6 separate regions of the Mus musculus genome follow, and regions 1, 3, 4, 5 and 6 are each linked to region 2. Evidence: chromatin contacts called from public HiCAR-type and promoter capture Hi-C data. All regions are on one chromosome and are shown on one strand. The core of a region is the stretch at or near the end of the contact, and the rest is flanking DNA. Distances in the headings are between cores, read along the strand shown. Region 1 holds the start of Trdmt1 (tRNA aspartic acid methyltransferase 1). Region 2 holds the start of Mindy3 (MINDY lysine 48 deubiquitinase 3). Region 3 overlaps Trdmt1 (tRNA aspartic acid methyltransferase 1). Region 4 holds the start of Stam (signal transducing adaptor molecule (SH3 domain and ITAM motif) 1). Region 5 holds the start of St8sia6 (ST8 alpha-N-acetyl-neuraminide alpha-2,8-sialyltransferase 6). Region 6 holds the start of Hacd1 (3-hydroxyacyl-CoA dehydratase 1).

The links. Promoter capture Hi-C pulls out the DNA fragments that hold promoters and counts their contacts. HiCAR-type assays count read pairs that join an accessible place to other places. Capture Hi-C pulls out chosen DNA fragments and counts their contacts.
Region 1: a promoter capture Hi-C map of liver shows a contact between it and region 2, with 6 times the contacts expected there. The contact joins the promoter of Trdmt1 here to the promoter of Mindy3 in region 2. A contact is called at or near these places in 9 of 39 promoter capture datasets (the 3T3-L1 cell line, the C10 cell line, cranial neural crest and 5 more), 3 of 484 Hi-C or Micro-C datasets (cortical neurons, liver and rod photoreceptor), 6 of 115 datasets of contacts at active chromatin or transcription factors (astrocytes, effector CD8 T cells, embryonic stem cells and 3 more) and 1 of 9 other capture datasets (liver).
Region 3: a promoter capture Hi-C map of liver shows a contact between it and region 2, with 4 times the contacts expected there. The contact joins the enhancer-like site here to the promoter of Mindy3 in region 2. A contact is called at or near these places in 3 of 39 promoter capture datasets (the HPC-7 cell line and liver), 1 of 484 Hi-C or Micro-C datasets (liver) and 2 of 115 datasets of contacts at active chromatin or transcription factors (extraembryonic endoderm stem cells and large pre-B cells).
Region 4: a promoter capture Hi-C map of liver shows a contact between it and region 2, with 4 times the contacts expected there. The contact joins the promoter of Stam here to the promoter of Mindy3 in region 2. A contact is called at or near these places in 4 of 39 promoter capture datasets (cranial neural crest, hippocampal neurons and liver), 3 of 115 datasets of contacts at active chromatin or transcription factors (astrocytes, cardiomyocytes and pancreatic cancer cells) and 1 of 9 other capture datasets (liver).
Region 5: a promoter capture Hi-C map of liver shows a contact between it and region 2, with 4 times the contacts expected there. The contact joins the promoter of St8sia6 here to the promoter of Mindy3 in region 2. A contact is called at or near these places in 2 of 39 promoter capture datasets (embryonic stem cells and hippocampal neurons) and 2 of 9 other capture datasets (embryonic stem cells and liver).
Region 6: a HiCAR-type map of astrocytes shows a contact between it and region 2, with 5 times the contacts expected there. The contact joins the promoter of Hacd1 here to the promoter of Mindy3 in region 2. A contact is called at or near these places in 5 of 39 promoter capture datasets (the C10 cell line, hippocampal neurons, liver and 1 more), 1 of 484 Hi-C or Micro-C datasets (granulocyte-monocyte progenitors), 3 of 115 datasets of contacts at active chromatin or transcription factors (astrocytes, embryonic limb bud and pancreatic cancer cells) and 2 of 9 other capture datasets (adipose tissue and liver).

What each region holds. Positions count from the first base shown.
Region 1 is chr2:13,543,262-13,545,963 of GRCm38.p6, forward strand. It overlaps Trdmt1 (tRNA aspartic acid methyltransferase 1), which reads right to left and starts at 1,403. Exons shown (of 11, transcript NM_010067.4): 1 at 1,308-1,403. The coding sequence starts at 1,371.
Region 2 is chr2:12,417,818-12,420,719 of GRCm38.p6, forward strand. Mindy3 (MINDY lysine 48 deubiquitinase 3) reads right to left here and starts at 1,643. Exons shown (of 15, transcript NM_024185.4): 1 at 1,342-1,643. The coding sequence starts at 1,435.
Region 3 is chr2:13,521,773-13,524,565 of GRCm38.p6, forward strand. Trdmt1 (tRNA aspartic acid methyltransferase 1) reads right to left here. Exons shown (of 11, transcript NM_010067.4): 4 at 1,654-1,725; 5 at 1,052-1,117; 6 at 306-375. Among named protein-coding and RNA genes, the nearest start is that of Trdmt1, 21 kb to the right of the region's middle. Within about 2 kb of position 1,414, at least 62 of the 459 cell types and tissues checked have an H3K27ac peak or open chromatin away from gene starts, as enhancers often do. A contact at or near this core is called in extraembryonic endoderm stem cells and liver, where this site is marked.
Region 4 is chr2:14,072,816-14,075,634 of GRCm38.p6, forward strand. Stam (signal transducing adaptor molecule (SH3 domain and ITAM motif) 1) reads left to right here and starts at 1,285. Exons shown (of 14, transcript NM_011484.3): 1 at 1,285-1,521. The coding sequence starts at 1,482. It overlaps Stamos (signal transducing adaptor molecule (SH3 domain and ITAM motif) 1, opposite strand), which reads right to left and starts at 1,119. Exons shown (of 2, transcript NR_038162.1): 1 at 768-1,119.
Region 5 is chr2:13,792,254-13,795,068 of GRCm38.p6, forward strand. St8sia6 (ST8 alpha-N-acetyl-neuraminide alpha-2,8-sialyltransferase 6) reads right to left here and starts at 1,267. Exons shown (of 8, transcript NM_145838.1): 1 at 1,091-1,267; 2 at 501-599. The coding sequence starts at 1,191.
Region 6 is chr2:14,054,488-14,057,335 of GRCm38.p6, forward strand. It overlaps Hacd1 (3-hydroxyacyl-CoA dehydratase 1), which reads right to left and starts at 1,548. Exons shown (of 7, transcript NM_013935.3): 1 at 1,244-1,548. The coding sequence starts at 1,380.

The DNA of each region.
Region 1 (2,702 bases), core at 153-2,652, 1.1 Mb after region 2:
GGCTAAGAGATCTGCTAGACAGATCTAGGTTAGGCTTCTGGCTCTACCACCAAGCTAGCTTATTACAGACTCAGAACAGGTCCTGACATGTAGATGCCCTTAATAAAAGGTAAAGCCAGCTGTCACTGTTATTAATCTTTATTAGCTGCATAAATAAAGAAAAACACCAGGATGTACTACTTCCTTACAGATAAATTTAAAACCAAAGTTTATCTAACATACAAACACTAAAAAAGATTAATAATTAAATATTAATTGTTATTAATTAATATGATTAAGACCTCTTCTATAAGCAAACCTCAAACCGAAGATGTAGGGAGCTTTCGGTAACCAGAAAGTTACTTTGGATAACAGGGAAAGTATTTCTTAACAGGTCATATATTAACTAACATAAGGCAGGTTAAAAAAAAAAAAAAAGCTATCGTAGAAAAGTTTGAATTTGCAATCTCTGAGAGGCAACAGAAGCAAAAGTAAAAGTAAAGGCTAGAACTTAGGGACTTTCAAGAGTGAAGGAATACAAAAATCTTGCTCCACTTAGCTTCTTGTTACTCTAGTTAATAAAAAGAGAAGCAAAGTTTCCTTTTTGCATTTGTCTTAGTCTTAGCAACTTCAGGACAGACGTGCTTGCACATGTGCACAGACACACACACACACACACAAACACGCGCCCGCACACCCACTGTCACTTCATATCCCAAGTGCCTAAAATACAGTACTGGTCAATGGAGTTCACCAAGTAAATATTTCTGAGTTATCACAAAAGTGGGTAGAGACCAAAGAAATTACGAAGCTTCCAAACCTAAGTGACAGCAAACTAATTTCTAAGCTGCTACAGTGTGTCAAGCACATTACTGTTTTTAATTCTCCCCCTTCACACTAATACTTGTACATTTCTATCTTGAACTGCAGTTATCCCCCTGCTCCAACCCACCCCCGCCCGCTTTCGTGACTTCCTCCAAGCCCAGTGACAGCCAGTCTAGAATTTGGATCTTGGCTTTGGGCAAAGGGCTCGCCCTTGCCTTAACTTTGTCTGAAGCAACTTAGGTTCATTTGGCTGCACACGAATGCAGCCTCACAAACAGTACCATGGGGAGCCGGCCTGCTTAGGCTCCAAGGATTGGGGCCAGAGTAGGGGAGTCTCAGCCTGGAGGGGCGGACCAGGGAGGCTCACTAAAGTGGTTTCCAGGGCAACCGAGGTCGACCGCACCAGGTCCCGCCCCACCGCCCCGCCGCCCCGCCCCTCCGCGGCGCGAGAGCCGGAACCTGCGGCCCCAAGTGAATCCAAGAGAAGCTGTCTGTCCGCTCACCTCGCAGCGCGTGGTGCATGCCACCAATGCCACTGTACAGCTCCAGGACACGCAGAGGTTCCATCCTCTCGCAACCGCGACCGCGGCCTGGAAACTAGGCCTACCGGTTCTCTGCGTCTCTTACTCCCCCATGTCCGCTCCGTTCCCTTCGCTTCTGGTTCCGCGGCTTTTCAGTTCCCCCAACCCCCTGTTCCTCTAGCTGCAGATTAAGATCACAGTTTGGAGCCCGGGGGCTAGCAGGGCTAGGAAGGGGACAAAGGACAGACAAACTATTAATAAGGCCTCCCAAGTGAGAGACTGCCGCTCCTTAGCCTGATTTGTGCTTTTTCCTCCTTGTTTTGTGTTTTCTGAGGCCTTGAGTAGAGAGCTGAAACCACCCTTGGCTTTGAAGTAAATTACTGATTAGAACACAGTCTTTTTGTTTGTTTGGTTTTGGTTTTTTTGTTTGTTTGTTTTTAACTGCAGGTTCCTTTTGTTCTTTTAAAGTCTGACCTGATCAAGCAATTCTTTGAGGAATCTTGGGCACATATCTATATGCTCTCTGGTGTGCCTGTGCGAGAGTAAGAAGTTAAGTCCTACCAGGCTCTTTCCTAAAGAAAGCTCCAGAATTACAAGTACTTAAAGCCGATCCCTCTGAGCCCATTCATAATAGGGAGGATGCCTGCTATAAATGAAAATAGGACTCATCCTATTTACCCCGACACATGCTGTTTCTTTTTATTGAAAACAGATTTTCTTCTTCACATAATATATCCTGATTGCAATTCCTCCTCCTTTACTGAAGTACCCCTAGCTCCTCCCCACCCCATCAAGATCCACCCAGTTTCTGTCTCTCATTAGAAAACAAATGGGCTTCTATAACAATGAAATAAAACAAGACAACAAAAACTAACACATCGGTATTGAGCAAAGCAAACGGGGGGGGGGGGGCGGGGGGGGGCGACGGGAGACAAGAAAAGGCCCAAGAAATGGAAAACCCATTTGCACACTCATAAAAACACTTAACTGGAAACCATAATAATAAATGCAAAGAGCAGTAGGGTAAAAAGAGAGAAGAAAATATATAAATAAAATAAAATAAAATAAAATAAAATAAAATAAAATAAAATAAAACATAAGTTAAAAATTGAAGGAGGAGGAGCCCTGGCACAACATTATAAGACAAAGACTCTCCAATGATGCTATTGAGTTCATTTCCTGTTGGCCATCAACTGCTGGGCCCACGGCCTACTCTTAAGAGTAGTTTGTTTCCCCAGTGAGATTCCCTTGGAGGAAAACAAATCTTCATTTGCAGGAGGTTATCAACCAGATATTGTTCTGAATTAGGGATGGGATGTGCCCAGTTCTCCTTGCAGCTCTAGGGCCCCACACGGTGCAGGCCTGTGCATGCTGCCT
Region 2 (2,902 bases), core at 393-2,892:
ACTTTACTAATGCAGGAAGTCCGTGCCCTATGACTACTCCCATAATCCCAAAAGACTATCGACAGCAACATTTATCACTGCCCTCTAAGAGTAGCTCTGAGCATCATTAGACTAGCAGAGGAAGGGCTGTGATCCATATTCCTTTAAAGAATGTAACCAACAATATCAGATGCCATCACAAAATCAGGGATACTTGAAGACAAGGGAACAATCTAGCAGCAAGCAACACTGTGTTTCCATTCAGAGCACCACACCTAACCACATTAATTACAACATGAAACTGCTTTCCCGTATTACTCACCTAGATCTCCACCCTCCCACCACCCATCCAAAAAACATTCCAAACACTGACGATAACTTAAAGCTCACTCGAAGGCTGGAGATGTAATGATCTTAACAGTGGCACCCTCTTTGTATCACACATTGCAGTCCCAGGGCCCCTCCCCTTTCACTCCTGCAGCAGGTTAGCCCAGAGTGGCAGAGGCACTTGCGTTCTTTGGTAAACACTCTCTCACTCAAACTCTTCCTCATCAAAAGCCATTTAGAGCAATGGTTCTCAACCTGTGGGTCGCGACCCCCTGGGAGTCGCATATTAGATATTTATATTACTACGTAACCGTAGCAAAATTACAGTTATGAAGTACTTTTATACAAAATACTTTTATAATTAGGGGTTACCACAACATGAGGAGCTGCATAAAAGGGTCACAACATTAGGATGGCTGAGAACCACTAATTGGAGCAGGGGTACTAGCTCTGGGTATCCAACAGGCCAGAGCAATGGCAATAGAACCTAACACAGAGTACCCGAGGTGTCTGAGCCGGGTTATTGGAATCAAGTCCGGGATCTAGAACTGAGCGCAGAGTCCCGAAAGTGGTCAGAGCAGGGGTACTGGGATCAAACTCTGTAGGAAAGAGTGCGAGTACCGGAAGATTAGAGTTGTACTAGTACCAAGCGCCGGTACAGGGAAAGAAAGCGAGTGCGGGAAGCCGAGCAGCCGCAGCTGGGGTACTGGGACCAAGGGCTGGTACGGGGAAAGAGTGCGGATACTAGAGGGACTGAAGCCGGGATACTAAGCGCGAGCACAGGGAAGGAGTGAGGGGACCGGAGGGGCTGGAGCTACTGGGACAGAACGCGGGTGCCCCGAGTGCCTAAAGCGTGGTTACTGGGACCAAGCACGGGTACTGGTGAAGAATGGGCATTGGGGCCAAGCGCCAGGTACCCGAGGTGATGGGGTCGGGGCGAGATGGTGGAGCGGGGGTAATGGGACCGAAAGAGGCGTCCTGGCCCGACTCCCGGAGCCCAAGCTGAGCGGCTGGAACGGAGCCCTGCCTTGGTACCTTGCGTCCAGCGGCAGAAGATGGTGTCCGACAGTCCGGGACTGCTCTTGGTGCCCCACACCAGCTCCAGCAGCTCTTTGGTCACTTCGGACATGATGGGAACTGGACAAGAAGTGGGTCTTTGCTTCTCGGACTCCGGTCCCGGAACATAGGGAAGGGGAGGCTCGAGAAAAGGGCAGCGGGACGGCAGCGGTCGGACGCGAACGGGAGGTCGAGATGGGTGAGGGCAGCACACTGCCGGCACAGACCGCCTGTCAAGCCGGGCGAAGCGGCAACTAGGAGTTTCCCCTGCCGGAAGCGGCCTGACTTCCGGCTTCCTTTAGCCCCGCCCCCGCGGAGGGCTGGGAGAAAAAAAAAAAATCTCTTCCCCGGAAGCAGAAGTGGAGAGAGAGTCTCTAAACGCTAGGAGACTTTGGCTTTTTTTGGGAGCTGTCCTGTTTGGGGATAGTTGGACTATTGACTTTTGCACTGCCCTACCAGGGGGCTGAGACCTCCTCTCCTGGACTCTGCTCTACTTTTTTTCTTAACCTTTTTTAAAAAATTGATTTCTGCTCTACTTTTGTAGCAGGCTTTGAGGCTTTTGCTGTTACCTGGTCCTTGAAATCTAGAATATTATGTAAGCTAGAATTATAAGAGGATGGGCTATACCCTTGAGTTGAAAGTTGCCTTCCTCAGTCTCTTGATAAACCTTAAAAAAAAAAAAATCCAACCAAGTCATTAGCTAGTTACACCTGTAAATGCATTTGTGTATTTAAAATACCTCTACAGGTATAACACATTACAAAGCTAACTGGGGCTAAGCTGACCTAAACCAACCAATTGATAAATAGCACAGATTTCATATCGAAATTTTAAGGCCCCTATGTTGGCAGTACTTGGGATTAAAGACCCAGGTTTTATTCAAGGATTAACATTCCATTATACTTAGTATGAAAACTATTTGTGGCATTTAAAAAAGAATTTTCATTGGTTGGCTTTGACAATTAGGAATGGAAAGGGCAAATGTGCATTATAAAAGTTTGTGGACATTGGGGTGTTTGTTTGCTTATTTGTTTCTGGAATGCAGTATTTCATACTTATTTGGAAGTCGGACTCTGAGTCATGAAAACCCCAGACTCTTCCATGCTGAATATCAAGTTAGCTTCACTCCACCTTTGATTGTTGTTCCCTAAATTAGTAATTGCCATACACTTATCACCATTACACATATTGTGAGGTATAAAAGAAAAAAAATGTGTAAAAGGATCCAGGTCCTTTCTGGCATATGGAATATATTCACAAAACAAGGGATATTTTATTCATTAAGATATTTTGTGGCAATTTGATGCAACACCAATGACTCACATTTTAGGCACCTTGCTATTTAATATAGTAATTTTTCAAGACACATAGTTTGCTGATTTCAAAATACAGATATCTTATCTTGTTCCACGTTAACTAGTTAAGATAAATGAACTCATTTTAAATCACCCAGTTTGAAAACAAGGGTTTCCTAATGTATAGTTTTTTTAAAGCATTCTTCCCTGTAGTACCAGGGGATTGCTAAAAATACCTGTTGTGA
Region 3 (2,793 bases), core at 164-2,663, 1.1 Mb after region 2:
CACTTTGCTTTCAATCTTGGATTACTTTGAGCATTAATGAATACAAGACACCCAATTTTACATGTAAAAATTCCATATAGTTTCAAACCCTACAATCGTTTATTTTCCAAAAAGAAAAATCATGAGATTTAATGAACCTATCTTATGTACAAGCAAATCAACAAGTATGCACTATGTTCTTCAGAAAGTAAGATCCATGACTGAGCTAGTTTGACACTTATATGAAATATTAAAAATAGATTTATTTTGTTTATTATATCAAATTCTCTTAAACGATACTTATATAAATAAATTGTGGTACCTACAGAAGAAGGAGACAATAGAAACTCTTGATACTGAAAGCCACAGGCTTCTATTGTTTGTATCAGCAGCCCTCTGGAAAGAGAAAAAGAGTCAAAGCAAAAAGCGGCCAGCCTTGCTTAGAAATGGCATTCTTATGTAACACTTAATCATCAGTAAAACCCGACTGTACTCAAGCCATTTAGACACACGGCTTCTAAGTCATTACTTGCGAAACTGCATGTTAATAAAAAGATAAGAGAAGAATCTCTAGTACACGTAAATAAAGCTGCCAGACAATGTGACCAATTGCTGAAAGCTTAACTTGTTAATTAATCAGATCTGGAACTGAAACGACAGCTTCCCAGGGTCCATAAGACAGGAACAGTTACAAGTAACAGTGACTAAAGGACTCGGGTAGATGTAGATACCGTTTTTTCCACACAGGCTACTATCAGATGAAACCCTGCCTCTGGCTGTCTCTCTCATCTAAGTAGGATGCTAAGTTCTCATTGTGAGGCTGCTCTTAATTAAAACATTTCTACCTAGAAATACTTGATACTAAAATCAGTACTCCTTCTGGAAGATTAAAATAAGAACAGAACAAGATTTTGTAATATTTTATATTATTGGTAAAAATCACACTAATTAATAAAGCCTATCTTATAAAATGTTTGAATATACACTTATTATTAAGATCTTTATCTTACAATGGTGCCTATTATAAAATATAGTAAGTCTAAAACATTTGCAAGACAAACATATTTTTTACCTTGTAGAAGATACTTCAAAACCTTTGACATTTTCTAAGAGAATATACTTGGGTAATTTTTGTAATCTAAAAAAACAAAAACAAACAGAAATACAAATACTGAATTACAAAGAAATAAAAAGAAAATCACAACTTGTGAGAAATGGGATTTATAAATAATTTTCTCTATTTTTTTAAAAATGAATTTTAACTATTTTATTTATTTTTCTCGACATGCTATATACTTGAAAAAGTTCACACTTGAAGAGTTAATTCCATTGGAACACATCTCAAAATATGGGCTTGCATAGGGCTCTGCACTGCAAAACACAAAGGGCAGTCATTCAGCCTCCGGGGCCGTGGTCACTAACACTGGGAACATGTGCAGTGACTACTACCAACGAGCAAAGGCAACAGAATTGAGCTGGCTACTGACAGTTCTGTCACTCACTATGGAGGCAAGCATGAAACTGCGAAACATTTCATGTTATTTTTATTAGTTGTGGTAAAAAAAAAAAAAAGGTGCATGTGATAACCACTAATGTCTACAAAATGACAAACACTACATTCTTCATACCCTCAACTGCAAACCTAAGGTAAGTGTACAAGAATCTACTGTTTACCTTGGGAGAATATCTAGAATATACAAGAAGCTAGTTGTCCTTGGATCGGTCATATCCCCCTGTAGGCCAATTCTAAAAAAGCAAAGAAATCACAAGAGTTTATAAAAAATTGTATGTAATGATATCAAAAAGACTTAGCCAGTTAAGAGAATTTAAATTAGTTGATCGTCACCATAAGAAAGAAAAGACAGGAAAGTAGCTGATTGGGTGGGCAGCAATCTGGAGCAGATGACAACGGTGATAAGCACCATGCAAGCACACTAAGCAATGGGAAATGCCCAGATAATCCTGTCGGGTGTAAACAGACCCTTGATCTCAGGGTTTTACTTTACAAGCAGGAATTGCAGCTAGGGCCAGCACATGTAAACAGGAGGCACTGGGCTAGCAAACAAGTCGTACAAAGGTTCACAGTGTGGTCAAGGTTCAAGTAGGAAGGAACCCTTAGATTGGGTCTGAACAACAGGAACAGAGGATCAGGTTTTTAAACTTAATGCTTAGTAGCTTCATGCTCCTAAGCTAGGTAACACTGCTGTCACTTTCCCCATATCTGACACCAAGGCGAAATCTACCAGTGAGTCTGAGGCTTATTAGCTGGGGAGTAAACTGGATTTAAACTGATTCCTCAGAAATCAGTTTTTATATTCTGTCCCTTTCCACTCAGAGTTCAGATAACAACTCCAGTCAGTTAGTGCCTGGCATCACATCAACAGCTGGAACTAGGCTTACAGTGAAGATGCTGAGCCCACTGAAACAGTATATATACTCGGGCTGCATTCTATTTTATACACACTAGGCCACACCCTCCCATATGCTCAAACCCACCCTCATATGGAATGCCATCTGTCATCGCTGATAAAACTCCTACTCTCTGTTCAGACACAGCTCTAATCATGCCTCTGGAAGAACTTCCCTTTCTGGGCATGATGCACGCCATTTTATCCTCTATGTTCTCATGGTACTCCCAGAGTTCTTACAGTACCAAATGTCACAATTTATATAATACTAATTTATGAGTCATCCCTTTCAACTGTAAACTCTGAACATTAGCAATGACAGCATCAAACACATTGCATGGCATACAAGCACAATAAACCCTCAAAAAGATAAGCTTCCTGAAGTTCAAAGATGTTAAAAAGTAAC
Region 4 (2,819 bases), core at 35-2,534, 1.7 Mb after region 2:
AGCGGTCATCAAAACTTTGATATTGTAAACAACGCTGCCATTAATATCTTGGTTCATGTTTTAAAAGACTGTAAGATTTAAAATTCAGAATAACTGGAACCAGAGGCACATTTCCAAAAGCTGGCTATATACTTCCCATCCTTTCTCTTAAGAATGCTGTAATTTATACCCCATCAGGCAACTTTGTTTCCCATCCCTTGGATTCTTTTAGTTTTAAATGACTGAAAACGTTAACCGATGCTTTAGTTTGCTCCTCTTCCTCCAAAATTCGACTTTAACTGTTTAGTAAGCAAGCTGTTTGTACTGTTATACAAATCTTGTTGACATGTTTATAAGCTTCCCTTTTTGTAAGGGTCCCTATTTGGGCACTTTTTACCGAATCTCAGTGCATGTGCAAGACCGACTTGCTAACTTTACGTAATATTTCCAAGAGATGATTCTTTAGATTTCACATGATTTAGAGGACAATGTGTGTGTGTGTGTTGGGAGCTGGGGAGGGGGCGTGCGTTACATACATATGTACAAATTAGATCACCAAATCAACATTTTAAGTTGCCAAGAGTCCTCATCAATGTCTGGCTCCATTTTTCATGTGTGTGTGTGTGTTTTTTTTTTTTTTTCAATTTCTGCCGTTGGGTGTGCGTGCTTATCTCAGGCTGAGAAGGTCTAATCTTCTCAGGGACTCAGTGACTGCACGTTTAGTCAGTCGGAGCCCACACCCAGGAAGGCTCCCTCTGATCTCAGGCTGGGGAATGAGCCAGCGTTACCTCAGCCTCTCGAGAGGCTGTGCGCCTCGACACTCCCTCCAAGGGATTCAGGCCAGCTCCACCAGCTCACATGACTCCAATCCCAGCAACTTCCATGAACCCTCGACGAGCGCGCTCAACATTTTCCTCGGGTAACCCAAAGGACTGCCTGACTTTCTAGAGGGATTGCAACATCACAACAACCCATCGAATAAACCCAAGGAGTTAAAAATTAAGGGTTTGGCTGGACCCAAACTGAACCCTCTCCCTCTCCCAGTCTCTTATTCACTCTAGAGGCTCTTAGTCGGCCTCGGTGCGCCTGAAGGACCTCGTCCTCCCGAGACGCCCGGGGACATGGAAAAGCCGAGAACCTAGCCGCTAACCCCACGGGCACGCGGGAACTCAGCAGAGGAAGAGACAGCGGCGGCTCATCGCGTGGGCCTCGGCGGAGGCGGCGGGCTCTGGCCAGACCCGGAGCGGGCAGTGTTCAGGCAGCGCTCAAGTCGCCTACATTCCCGACACGCCCCGCGCGGGGGCCTGTTCCGCTTCTCGGCTGTTGCCGCCGCCGCCGCCTCTGTTGCTGGGGTGGGTGAGAGGAGGGGCTGAGAGGGACCCTGCACTGGCAGGCAGGCGCCCTTGCTGTGTTTGTACCTGAGGGGCCTCCTTTCTCCGTCACCCCTAGAGTGCCGCGGGGTCGAGGGGCAGTCCCCGGGGACACCTCGGCACGCAGCGGACATGCCTCTCTTTGCCACCAACCCCTTCGACCAGGATGTTGGTAAGTGTTTTCACCGCCCCCCGTGGGTGCCCCCCGAGACTGCGAGCCCGCGCCGACTCCCGTCCCACTGCGTTCGTTCATTCTGGATTCCCGAGGCCGAGCCCACGTTCTTCTCTCCCGGGGCCCCTTCGTTCAGAGTTGGGAGAGGGTTGAGCGCTTGGCGCATCCTCTTTGGAAGAAATGGGACTTAGAACCTCTCTAATGGGCCTTGGTAAGGGACTTGGGGAGGGGGAGCTTTGAAGGAATCGCTTAAGGGATTCGGGGTAAAGGGTTGCCTCGGGAGGAACAGACGACGAAGCCATCTGCCGCTGGGGCATGGCTTCTGGGAGAAGAGCGAAGGACAGACGTATCTTGGCTTAAGCAGATTGATTATATGCTCTATCGCCAAAGTATTTGCCTGGCCCAATGGAACTGGCAGAATGTTTTAGGTAAGGTTACTTAAAGGGTTTTTTAAATAGCCCTATAACGGTCCCTGGAGGAGAGAGGTCTGGTTACGTACTGGTAGGTTGAAATGTTGGAAGAGATGGAGATGGATTACTTGGCAACAACTGAAAACGCAGACATGAGCCTTTGGGATGCCTTTTTCAGGCTGGGCCTCTGCCTTTGGGGAAGTGTGGAAGAGGATTTTGATTCTAGGATGGGGTCTGAAATGCTAAATTTTTTGTTGTCTGAATCATTGGTATTAGGTACCAAGCATACCAATTTAACAGGTTAGCTATCTATTTTTCAGACCTGATTTGAATTTCTTGAAAGAATTTTGGGATGTTTTTGAATGCATTACATTGAACTACACTGGCAGCATAGTGTGGAATGAAAGCGAACCAATACCATCCAGTCCCACAGGCTGAATTTAAGCATAACTGTAGTAAAAGAATGTAAGGATAACTTGTGAGAGTTACTTTATGAATTTTGTTTATTAGAGGTGAATTTTACATTTTGCCAACTGGAGAAAATGTACTATTACTGCCGCTTCCTGCCTGGTTCATAGTGATTCAGTTGAATGTCCTGAATCTGAGCTGTGGATGGAACTTTAGAAATCATCAATAGTGCTAAATAAGTAATGAATTGGGAAATTGTGTTTAATAAGTGCTTAGCACCAGTACTTACTGAACACAGTGTTCATTGACAAGAAATGCAACCATGAAGACCATCTCATTGCGGCTCTTTGGCTGTTTTACAATTTGTTACATCAGTCTTTAGGACAAATGCTTATAATAAAACAATATTTGCTGCCTCTGTTCCTGGCACCTATAGTGATCCTATATGATCTTGCTTTCTGCTAATCAGTCACACTTATA
Region 5 (2,815 bases), core at 17-2,516, 1.4 Mb after region 2:
GTTGTGTTATTTCTATAATCAGAATAATAGATATCCAATAATTACTGTACATTAATACACACCCACAGTAAGGAAGAAATGTAAGTTCTTTTTCATCCAGGACAAACACACTGAAGAATTGTATTCCTTCGATCTCAACACAGATGCACTTTAAAGAACAGAAAACAAAACCCACAAACCAAATCTCTCAGTAAAGATAGACAAGTGCCTTCTCTGGGGTTTTCCACACACCTTTATCTACAGAATTCAGTACCCATCTTTGAAAGTGTAGCCGATATGGAGAGATGTGTTTTTAAAGGTTGATGTGCGTAGTCTCTCTCTCTCTCTCTCTCTCTCTCTCTCTCTCTCTCTCTCTCTCTCTCTCTCTCTCTCTCTCTCTCTCTGTCAAAGACAGACAGAGACAGACAGACAGAGATATCCAGGCAAAACGCTCAAGTGAGTTCCACGGGTCTCGCAGTCTTGCCCAGACCTTGTCCATCTGTCCCTAGTGGCCTTAGTACCTGTTCCTGGTGCGTGGTACCGGGGTTGTCGGGCTCCAGAGTGTCTTCAGTGCAGCTGAGGTACCACTGGTGTCCTCTCTGCTTCCCTCCATCAACAGCCTGCACAGCCAGGGAGAAAACTAAGTTATTACACCGCGTTGGAAGCCAGTGTGGCTGGCAGACTGGGCACTGCACTCCAGACGTAATCAGAGCATCTTTGTGCACCCCAGCTCCCGGGATGGGTCCCTAATCTTGAAGTTAGACAGGAAAAATCCCATAGGACAAAACCAGGAGTAGAATGGGGGAGTCCTGGAGCCTGGCGGGAAACCTCTTCAGGAGGTTCCGCTCTGCAGCTCCCTCGCCCACAGAGGCACTATCCGGAGCCCTCCCAACCCCGACGTGTCCCTTTCCACTTCAAACCAAGACATCCGGCCAAGCGTCGCCTCTCCGCGACCCCTGATCTCCACCCTACCCTCAAGGAGCTGCTTAGTCAAAAGTCTAAAGTGGTCAGTCACCCGGATCTTTCCGGGCGTCCCCTGGAAGCAACACCCAGAGCACAGCGTGGGCGCACCGGACCTTTCAGGTGGGGCGAGTTGAGGCCGGGGAATTACCTGGAGCGGGCAGGCGCGTCGGCTGGGCACCAGAGCATACGCAGGAGGAGCAGCAGCATCAGGCTGCCTATGAGGGCGAACAGCGTGCCCCCCGATCTCATCCTGAGCCACGGGCGTCCTCGCCGCCAAAGCTGCCGGGGCGAAGCGCAGCCCGGGCGGCACCGACTCGCCGCTCCGGTCACCGCCTTCGCCGCCGCCGCCACCGCGGCCGCTGCCACGCACACCCCCAGCGTTCAAAGGCGGTGGCGCGGGCCCGCACTCTGGGGGCTGCCCAGAGCCCAGCCTGCAACAGTGTTGCTGGGCACCGAGCCGAAGAAGCCGCGTTCGGGCTCGCTCGCTTCTTCCAAGCCAGCCCCGGCCGCCGAAGCTGGCGAAGCTGGCGGACAGCTAGCGGATGACGATTCTCCAAGCTCGTCGCTTGTCCTCCCGGAGGCGCTCGGAGCCGCTGCGGGCTCTGGTCGCTGCAGCCGCCGCTGCCTCTGCCTACTGCTGCCGCCGCCGCCACGCGGGGTCACCTGAAGGTTGGGGTATGAGCGCTCAACTCCGCGCTGATTGGGCTCCAACTTTTCAGCTGCTCTCACCTTCGCCCGAGTGCGCGCTTGGCCCCAAGTGACCCACCCAATCACATTGCGACTCTGCTATGTAGCTGAGGCCCTGAGCTAGAACCTGGAGGACTGAAGAGAAGAGCAGAAAGGACCCACTTCAAAAAGTTTGCAAACTGGGTTGCTCAGTTGGATCCTCCCACGTGCCTGAAAGCTGCCAGGAACTTGGTAACGTTTGAGTAGACTGGCATTGCATGGCACCTTCCCACGACGTTCCGTGGACAGTTGACACCAAATTACCAAGAGATCTTCAAGGGCAATTTGTCCACCCACCTTTGACCAGAGTCATCTCTGCTTGCTTTAAAACAACTGTTTTATTGGACATCTTTGTGTCCAGTAATTTGTATTATTGATGAGCATGCGATTGTGTGACAGATTGACTGCTTATAAGGGCAGAATTGAGTAGTGGTGACTGCGAGTCTATAGCTCTCAAAACCTGAAGTGTTTACCATTGTTTACCAAATGTTTTTCAGAAAAACAGATTTGCCTACTGCCAATGGAGGTGATCTCTGGATTTTAAATTCTTGCCTAATCCAGAACCTAATTGGAATTATAACGAACACGAGAATTTCACCAATAAGAGAAAAATGCACCAACCAATCATAGGCAGCTAACTCATCACACCACGCAAAGTCAGTTACCTACATGTAGCCAATCAGGTGATCCCTCTACTAAGACTTTGTGCCCGCCCACCAAAAGCTTGCTGCCCACTGATAGGCAGATATCCCCTCTTCTGTTTCCCAGTGCTGCCTAATTCACGAGTCCTTCTTTGTTCAAGTAAATGGTTGACATTTATTTGTCTCAAATATTTCTTTTCTCGTAGCTATAGGTCGACATCCAGTTTCTGTGTTGAAACTCTATCCTCCAACTGTGATTTGATCCTCAACACGAGGCTGGAGAGATGGCCCACTTGAGTTGGATGAATTAGCTAGGGCAGGGTTCAGTGGGAGGATCTGTGCCAAACAATAAGGTGGAGAGTGATAGAAGACCTCACTCAATACCAGCCTCTGGCTTTTGTTCCTGTACATACGTGCACGCACACATGTATGTACAACACACACACACACACACACACACACACAGAGAGAGAGAGAGAGAGAGAGAGAGAGAGAGAGAGAGAGAG
Region 6 (2,848 bases), core at 298-2,797, 1.6 Mb after region 2:
AGAAAACTAAAAATTAGAAGACAGCCAAAGGAACCAGCACAGTCCCTGGCACACAGTAACCCCCAATAAATACATATCTACGAACTAATTATATTTGATGTTCAGTAGTATAATATATACTAGATGATCGACAGGAACATTTGTTAAATAGAATCACATTTTTTTACACGTTCACATTTTTTCTATAAGCTTCAGAGACTTTTAAATACTAAAGGTTTCTTCACAATCCTCTAACTTAAAACGTGAGAAGATATTGAGAAAGTAACTCTTTCTAAAGGCAAGACAGCAAAGGACATTTTCATAATGGGTTTCGGTCACAGTAGACCCATAAGTCATTTGATAGCCCTTTGATCCTAACTTCCTACTCACACTAGGTCTGGGGGGAGGCCAGAGATGGGGAGTAGGGTGGGTAGTCGGTAATCTGGAAAGGACAAGGCCAGAAAGATGCTGATTATCTGCCCTGTTCCAGATGTTTCAAACAAAGTCCCAAGTGGGCATTTCTAAGTGCCATGCTTAAAACAAAAACAGTAGGTGAAGAAAAAACAGTAGGTGAAGACACTGCCCAGCAATCCACAGCACCAGGAACCACACGGCCAGGGTCCGGTGCCCACAGCCAGCGGACAGCTCCCGGCTCGGGTGAATAGACCGGGCCGTTTCTTCAACAGCAGGCGGAGGCGGCCGAGCCGCAGTCGCCTGCCCCGTGGGTCGGCCCCACATTCCTGCCCGGGTCTATACTTAACCTCCGGCCCGCGCCCCGTGCCGCCGCGCCACACCGTGCACCGTATTAGGCAATGCCCAGCGAGCGGCGGCTGGCCGCCCCGCCCCGCCCCGCTCCATTCAACCCCGCTACGCCCCTCCCCCACTGCGCCGCGCGCCCCCGCCGCGCCGCGACCACCTAGGGCCCAGCACGCGCGCTCTTGCTCTCTGCGCCCCGGCCACTCTCCCAGAGTGCTCCGATCGCAAGTGGCCGGGCACACGCGCTGTCCCGCTCCATGTGCGCCTACGGGGCCGCGACCCCCAGTTGGCCGACACGCGCGCTCTCGCTCCAAAAGCCCCCGCCACCGTCGCGCGCCTCCGCCTAGACCCCTGACAGTTCCCCCGTGCGCTTCCGTTCCATCCCCGTGCGCGCGCCCTCGACCCCCAGCAGCCCCGCGAGAGCGCGCTCCCCGCGTCCCCGAGCCCGGATCGCTGAGGGACCGCACTGGTGCTTGCGGAGCGTGGAAGGACCTTCGCGCGCACGTACCCGGCCGTCATGGCGATATTGTAGAAGGTGAGCCAGGCGGTGGCCAGTAAGCCTAGGCGTCTCCGCTTGCCGGCGGCTTCCTTCTCGTCGCTGGCCTCGGAGGCGCCGTTGGTGCCGTCCTCCTCACTGGACGCCATGGTGACCGCGCACGCGGACCCGGAGGAGCAGCGCACAGGAGCGGGAGGGGCCGGCTGAGCGCGCCACTGAAGTGCCGCTGCCCGCGGCCGCCGCCTCGGTCCAGCGCTCCATGTGCGACGCGCGGGGGGTCGGCGCCGCCTGCCCGGCCTCCCGCGAGGGGGAGGAGCGCGCCCCCGGCCGCGCGCCCCGCCCCGGCGCCGCCTCTCGGGAGCGCGCGCTCAGGGCCCTAGCCCCGGGGTGGGCCAGCCGGGGTCATGGCTTCCAGGCAGTGTCACGCGGCGCGCTCCCGCGGGAGAGCTGTCCGCACTGGCTGCGACCTCTTCCTAGAGAGACGCGAGCGACGTGCGCCCTGGCAGTGGGTGCCCCGCTGGAGAGCCTTGTCCAGATAGAGCGAGTGCACCCGAGGTGGCAGGGGTTTTGCCCCGAGAGCAGGGTCTCCCTACCAAATGCTCGCTCTCCCGAGTTTCTGGAGAAGCAACTCCGGCCTAGCCTTGCCCCATGCCTTTCATTACTGGGTCAGACGGATGTCATGGGTTCTAGAGATCTGTTCTAAAGGAAGCTGGGAGAAAGGACGTAGGCAAAGAGGGATAGGTGTTAGGATACTGACAGGAAATCCAGCCATGGTGTTAACAAGTTTCCTGTCCTGCTGGGAAGAAGTGCCCAATGGCTCTCCACATTTAATCTCCCCTTTTTCTCTCTTCTTCTCAAGAACCATTCTGGTAATAGCCCCCTTTCCTTTCCCTTTATAGAGTGTGGCTAAGCAAGCAGCCTAGAGTCAGTTTACTGAAATTCAACCCCCAAATTCCTGACTCCACCAGTCTGGGAATTTAGAAGTTTGTGTATGCCTACATTTCTGCAAAAGAAAATAAAATGGTAAACCTCATAGAGAGATAGGGTTAAGGAAATGATCCATCAAAATCAAGTACTGACTTGATACTGTTTGTCAACTGAAGTATGCATATTAGTACTTTTCAGGCATCTTGCTTATAATGAGAGAAAGACATTTTGCAAAGGGCAACACTGTCAGAGGGGAGAAATGACTATAGGTTTGTCCATGAACTCCCCTGGGTGTGCACATTGTTGTGGATGTGAAATGGGAGGATTACCCGTCCAGTTTCAGAAATGTCAGGGGAAGTGGGGTTAAGTAAAACCTTCCAAGTGGAAAGTGTACTAGGGATAAATTTACTAAAGCAGGTGCCGGCCCTGTACACTGAACATTAAATCACTGCCATATGACACAACAGGCCTCTAAATCTCAAAATGTTACAATGTCAGTTCTCTCCAGATGCCAGCAGGTTTTATTTGAAAAGCTAAAACCTACAGATCCATGAACATGTATAGGAAGAACTAGGAGCATGTGCATAGCCTATTTATTATAAACCTCACTATGAAACTACAATGGTCAACCTAGAATAGTAAGCAGAAGGGAATTGTGGACCAATGTGACTGCAGAGTTCAAATACACCA